Regions from separate parts of the Rattus norvegicus genome. Here region 1 is linked to region 2. A link is a contact called in public Hi-C data. All regions are on one chromosome and are shown on one strand. The core of a region is the stretch at or near the end of the contact, and the rest is flanking DNA. Distances in the headings are between cores, read along the strand shown. Region 1 holds the start of Ap1ar (adaptor-related protein complex 1 associated regulatory protein). Region 2 holds the start of Neurog2 (neurogenin 2).

The links. A called contact is a pair of places that touch in the nucleus more often than the background predicts.
Region 1: a contact with region 2 is called in a Hi-C map of kidney, with 4 times the contacts expected there. The contact joins the promoter of Ap1ar here to the promoter of Neurog2 in region 2. A contact is called at or near these places in 5 of 12 Hi-C or Micro-C datasets (Schwann cells, frontal cortex, kidney and 2 more).

What each region holds. Positions count from the first base shown.
Region 1 is chr2:218,981,603-218,984,584 of GRCr8, forward strand. It overlaps Ap1ar (adaptor-related protein complex 1 associated regulatory protein), which reads right to left and starts at 1,612. Exons shown (of 11, transcript NM_001191850.1): 1 at 1,536-1,612. The coding sequence starts at 1,612.
Region 2 is chr2:218,765,583-218,768,812 of GRCr8, forward strand. Neurog2 (neurogenin 2) reads left to right here and starts at 1,623. Exons shown (of 2, transcript NM_001398677.1): 1 at 1,623-2,013; 2 at 2,276-3,230. The coding sequence starts at 2,277. The coding sequence ends at 3,068.

The sequences.
Region 1 (2,982 bases), core at 362-2,861, 220 kb after region 2:
ATTATGGAAAGATTCAACCAAGGGAACTGTTGAAACCTGTGCTTACAGATGACAAGAAACTGGACTGATACTGATCACATGGTCTTAGATGTCAGCATCCACAGGCCCTAGGACTTACTCAAGGTGTCAGTCAAAAACAAAGTACATATTCACGATCAAGTATTACAACATAGCTACAGACAGTGTACGCGTGGCTCACATGACCGTGGCTCACATGATTTCATCCTGCTCTCTTACCCTATGCTGCCAAGCCTGTGCTCAACCAGTCAAACCCACAATTTTAATGAATAGCATCTAATTAAAATATCATTTGTAAAGTCACTGTTAAAAAAACACCCAAGGTTCTTACAGAACCCAGGTAACATACTCCAAAGTCAAATACAAGAATATATTGTCCATCACAGAATTCAAAACACTCCTTCCCAGAGTTTGTTATGCCTTCCAAGGAATGATAATAAAGCCAAAGATGGTGTAATGTCCAGTTCTTCCATGAGCCCATTTCTACAGCTTTACGAGTTCACTCATAGGATACTTAGAAGAGCATGATTTTGGATCACAATACAAAACAGCTGTCACATGCCTGTGAAAGTAACGGTATCGAAATCAGGAAAATCAAAACACCAAACTAAGTAGAAATCTTTTAAGTCCACCCATTCCCATTCTAGGGGTGCACAGTGTAACACCTTAAGTACTTTGACACACTGCTTGATGAGTGAATCATTTCATAATGTATCCATGACTCAAAGATTCGAATTACAAATCACTTGTTTCCAGTTTGTGTACGCTGATAGTTTCGTGATACAAAGCTATTGGCTCAAAATTTGGCACAATGCTTAAGAAAGTAAAAAACAGAATATTCTTTAGATAGATTAGCTGGCTTAGGTTTTTTGCTTCTAGATTTAAATTTTTGGGAAATACTTAGGAAGAATAAAATCAACATCAATGCTATGTGCCCCTGTTTTTTTTTTTTTTTTCTTTACTTCATTATTCAAGGAAATAAAGATAGAACAGTAATCATACAATTTTGCTATTGGATAGTGCAGATAGAGAATTCTTAAGCATATCCACTTTCACACAAGAGAAGTGATGCTAGGTTTTATTTTGATTAGATTACCAAGCATAGCAATCACAGCGGGGCATTTCTTTTCAAAATTCTAAGTATTACTATTAAAAGATTCACAAACTGTCGCACCAATCACTTAAATGGCCAGTGTGCACTGTGATCCTGTATCTCTTTTACCTAACAGAGTTCACCAGAGCCTGGAGCAGAAGTGCCTTCCATTTAAAATGCACCTGAGGCATCAACCTTGGGGTCAGATTTTCACCAGTTCTGTCAAGGCCCAAAAGGAAGACCAAATACAGAGACCGACGCTTCGGCAGTAAGTCAAAGTAGGGTGTGTCCAGACGGCAGTGCGGGGTGCTCACAGGAGCCGTGCCTCCCGAGGTAAGTCTTAAGGGACATGGATCACGCACGGGGGCGGGGGTACCACCACCGCCGACCCCGGGCGGGCATCCGGGCCTGCGCTGCCGCTTACCCTCCGCCCGCTCGCTGCAGCCGACCCGCTTCCCGGCGGAGCAGCCCGAAGCATTGCGTCCAGCAGCAGTTCCCCATCGCATGCCGCCTGGAGCTGCCGCTCCTCCTCCAGCCCCGAGCGCGAGCCCAGGCGGAGCAGCTGCATCCGCGCCGGCCGGAGCTCGGCAGACGGTGATGTAGGGAACAAAGGCCGCCGCTAGGCCCGCGGGCTCCTGGATACCCGGGCGCGAGGGACGAGCGCAGGGCCGTGGGGTCCCGGGTCGCCAGCCGTCCGCATGGCCTGCTTGCCACCCGCCCGAGCCGGTCACCGCCCCGGCACCCGCGGGAGGCCCGCGCCGCCACGCCCCCTGCCGCTTCTGTGTTCCCATTGGACACGCTTCTGGCGGCTCCGCTTCCGGCGGCTGGCGTGTGCGTCATTTCCGCTAGCTTCCGGTTTGGCTGTCTCAGTTTGGCAGGAGGCGCTGTTCTTGGTTGTAGGTGATGTGTGGTGAATTTCCCTCTCTGTGTGTCATGTCTGGCGTCTTCGTCACTTGCTATCAAGCCATGGGGATAGTGCAGGGAGCGTCGAGCGCAGGCTTAGCCTTCGAACTTTGTACCTAAAGCACACGAGCCTCCTCCCCTGCAGCAGCGGGTCGCAAGTTACCCAACGAATGCGTTCCAGTACTGCACCAGAGCTAGAGGTAGAGACTAGGAACTCATTGCCATTACTTAGAACACACCAAGAAGGTTTTGTTTTGTTTTAAATTCTTCAAATATTCTCGTTTGCGTGGCAGCGTATGCCCGTTATACTGCCAGCGTACTGGAGAAACACTTAACTGTACTACTAGCCAGATTTTCTTTTATTAAAAACGAAAAATTCAAGTTTGGGAATGTAGCTCGGTTGGTAGAAGTATGGTGGGAAATCTGCGGTCGCAGTATTTGACAGATGAAAGCAGAGCCATAAATTCAAGGTTAACCTCAGATACACTTTAAAGTTGGAGGTTGCGTGAGACCCTGTCCTTTTTTTCTTTTTCTTTTCTTTTCTTTTCTTTTCTTTTCTTTTCTTTCTTTCTTTCATTCTTTTTCTTTTCTTTCTTTTTTTTTTTTTTGTAAAGGTTAAAGTAATTTTAGGTGGAGAAGATGAGAACCAGGAAATCAGCAAAAGGTCTTGAATTTTCAGGAGAACAAGCCATTTCTAATTCAAATATGTGGCTCCAACTTGAGAGCAAGGCTGGGGTGAAGATCCATGTCCTCAAATGCTACCCTAAAACCCAGTCTCGGACATTGGGTAGCTTTAGAAGCAGAAGTATGTCTGTGAGTTGGAGGCCGGCCTGGTCTACAGAGTCAGTTCCTGGCCAGCCATGTCTATGAAACGAAACCCTGCTCTTACCCGGATTGGATATAAGGCATGGTTTCACAGATGCCTAGTCCTGTGGATAACATGCTTCATTGATAACCATTGAAATTAC
Region 2 (3,230 bases), core at 373-2,872:
CAACTGGCTGAACTCTTGTCTGAGATTCAACTTATTTTCAGTCCTTACAAACTAAGGAGACAGAGACCCGCGGATAATCTCTTTCTTTGGCTCTGGTGCACTGCTGAAGCCCCTCCCAAGACTCTCCTTTCATCCTCAAAAAAAAAAAAAAGATCCTAAGGGATGGAGTCGAGCGACCGGTCCCAGTCCCAGATGACACTCGGCCCAGGACTCACTTCTGGGACTCTGGTTCAGTGGAAAGGGTGCTAAGGGGGAGGAACAAATCAGAACAAGTTTCCTCTCAACTCCAGCAGGGAGCTACCGCTCGGTTTTGTTTTGTTTTGTTTTGTTTTGTTTTGTTTTCCTCACTGAAAAAGCAGAATTGGAGGACCGGCCCCATGTCTCAACAACGCCCCCCAGAGCGGAGCAAAGGTCAAGTGTCAGTGTGGCCCACTCGCTCCTAGGAGCAGCAGCCCTCTTGAATTTGCCACCCCCACAGGAAGCCACCTCAAAATATCATTTGGCTGTATTAACCTGTTGTTGATACCCAACTCCTTCCGCACCAGAAGCCCCCCAAATTACATCAATGCGTGAAGCCTCGCTGTGTCTCAGGTAAAATGGGTGTGTCATGTGAGTGTGTTTATTATTATTTTTAATGCCCATCTATTGCTCTCCGACCGATTTCCCCTTTTAGGGGACGTCTCTGTGAACTCCTAAGGTTCCCCAGCCAGGCATACACTAGTTTCTCTGGAACTCAAGCACTCTCAAGTGTCTACTGCCTGGCTCATGAACATATCCCTTCCCTTTCCTAATCAGACTCAGGCGTTTTAAAAACCATTTTCTATTTAATACAGCCCCAAAGAGACTTTGCCTAGAGATGGCTGGCAACACCACCCGGCTGCCTTCTCCGGGATTCTGACTCTCACTAATTCCGAGGAGGCTCGGGTCGTGGGTGAGGCCGGGCTGAGACCGGTGGGACTTGTATGCTAGCATCCGGGCAGGGGCAGCCCCTGCTGCCTCGAAGACCAGGGCGGGAGCAGTAGTTGGGGTGCCCCCTCCCCCGCCATGGGCCCCCAGCGCTCGGGCCCCTAATGAGCTGCTGAAAGGGAGCGGGCTCCGGTGCGCGTGGCTCGCAGGCCTCCCGGAGTCTCGGGAACACTGATTGGCCAGCTGCGCCTCGCGACCTCCTTTCATTAATAAATTAGCGGCACGCTCCAGCCGAGCGCGAGCCACCAATCACAATAGACAGCGGCGGCGACAACAGCCGCAGCTTGAGCCACTGCCGCCGCCGCCGCCGCCGCCGCCGCGGCTCCGGTAGCTTGGGCTGCAGCCTGGAGCGCCAACAGGAGCTTTAGAACCATTTTATGCTGATTAGATAAAGGGGGGACGGAGGGGCGGGGGTGATGGAGGAGGAGGATGGATGGCCGGGCCAAGGGAGGGGGAGAGGGACTAAAGAAAGGGAAAGAAATGAATGATGATAATACGATGAAAAGAATAAGCTGGAGGGGGAGAGCGGGGGACTGGAGGAGGTGCAGGACAGGCGGAGGAGGAGAGGGCGGGGGGAGGGTAGGTGAGGAGGGGGCCCCGGGGCAGATCTGATTGTTTTCTTGGTGGTATATAAGGGGTTTTAAGGAGAGTCGTGTGCCAGACACGCAGCCACTGAACCACAAGCAGCTCGGCTTTAACTGGAGTGCTTGGGAGTCGCGTGCCAGCAGCCGCACGGCCAGGGACTGACTGACAGACGGACACGCACGAGCACAACACACGAGACCCAGGCGGGCTGCCGCGGTCGCCCGGGCTCTTGGCAAAGTCGCCCAGCAGAAAGGCCCCCCGCAGAGGTGCGCCGAGGAAGCGCCAAGCCGGCGGCGCGGAGGACACCGTGCTCCGTTCCGGGCTGCGGGGACATTCCCAGACACACACACACACACACGCGCGCGCGCGCGCACACACACACACACACACACACACACACACACACACACCCCACACACACCAGAGCAGCAGCTGCACCGCGACACATCTGGAGCCGGGTAGGTAAGTGTGCACGCCGCGGCTCTCAACTTCGCAGGCAGTGTCCCCACGCAGGCCCACGCCGCCCATGCTAACTCCATCGCTCTGGACGCAGTGGCTTCTGTGACCCAAAGTGACCGTTCAGAAGGTGGCTCGAGCCAGGGGCGCTCCTCTCCAGCTCTTCTTTCCCCACCTTCGTGGATGCACCTTGGGGGAAGGGAGTTGTTGGGGCGACACTTCGCCCAGTTCCTGTAGTAAATTTTATCTGCCCCCTCTTCTTTCGCAGGATGTTCGTCAAGTCCGAGACTCTGGAGTTGAAGGAGGAAGAGGAGGTACTGATGCTGCTGGGTTCGGCTTCCCCAGCCTCGGCGACCCTGACTCCGATGTCCTCCAGCGCGGACGAGGAGGAGGACGAGGAGCTGCGCCGGCCAGGCGCCGCGCGTGGGCAGCGCGGGGCGGAAGCCGGGCAGGGGGTGCAGGGCAGTTCGGCGTCGGGTGCCGGGGGTTGCCGGCCAGGGAGGCTGCTGGGCCTGGTGCACGAGTGCAAGCGTCGCCCGTCGCGCGCACGGGCCGTCTCCCGAGGCGCCAAGACTGCGGAGACGGTGCAGCGCATCAAGAAGACCCGCAGGCTCAAAGCCAACAACCGCGAGCGCAACCGCATGCACAACCTGAACGCCGCGCTGGACGCGCTGCGCGAGGTGCTGCCCACCTTCCCCGAGGACGCCAAGCTCACGAAGATCGAGACGCTCCGCTTCGCCCACAATTACATCTGGGCGCTCACCGAGACCCTCCGCCTGGCGGACCACTGCGCGGGCGGTGGCAGCCTCCAGGGGGCGCTCTTCTCCGAGGCGGTGCTGCTGAGCCCCGGAGCGGCGCTCGGCGCCAGCGGGGACAGCCCTTCGCCATCCTCCTCCTGGAGCTGCACCAACAGCCCCGCGTCCTCCTCCAACTCCACGTCCCCATACAGCTGCACTTTATCACCCGCTAGCCCCGGGTCAGACGTGGACTACTGGCAGCCCCCACCTCCGGAGAAGCACCGTTATGCACCTCACCTGCCCCTCGCCAGGGACTGTATCTAGAGCAGCCGGGTCTCCCTCTTTCGTCCTCTACCTGGCCCTCTTCCCACCTTTCTCCTGTCCCCCAGCCTCCGTGCCCCGCACTCCACTTCACAGAGCAGAGGTGGCCTTTGCTATCCCCTCGGCTGCTGGTGCATTCGGGTGTGGAGACCCGCTTTGATTTAT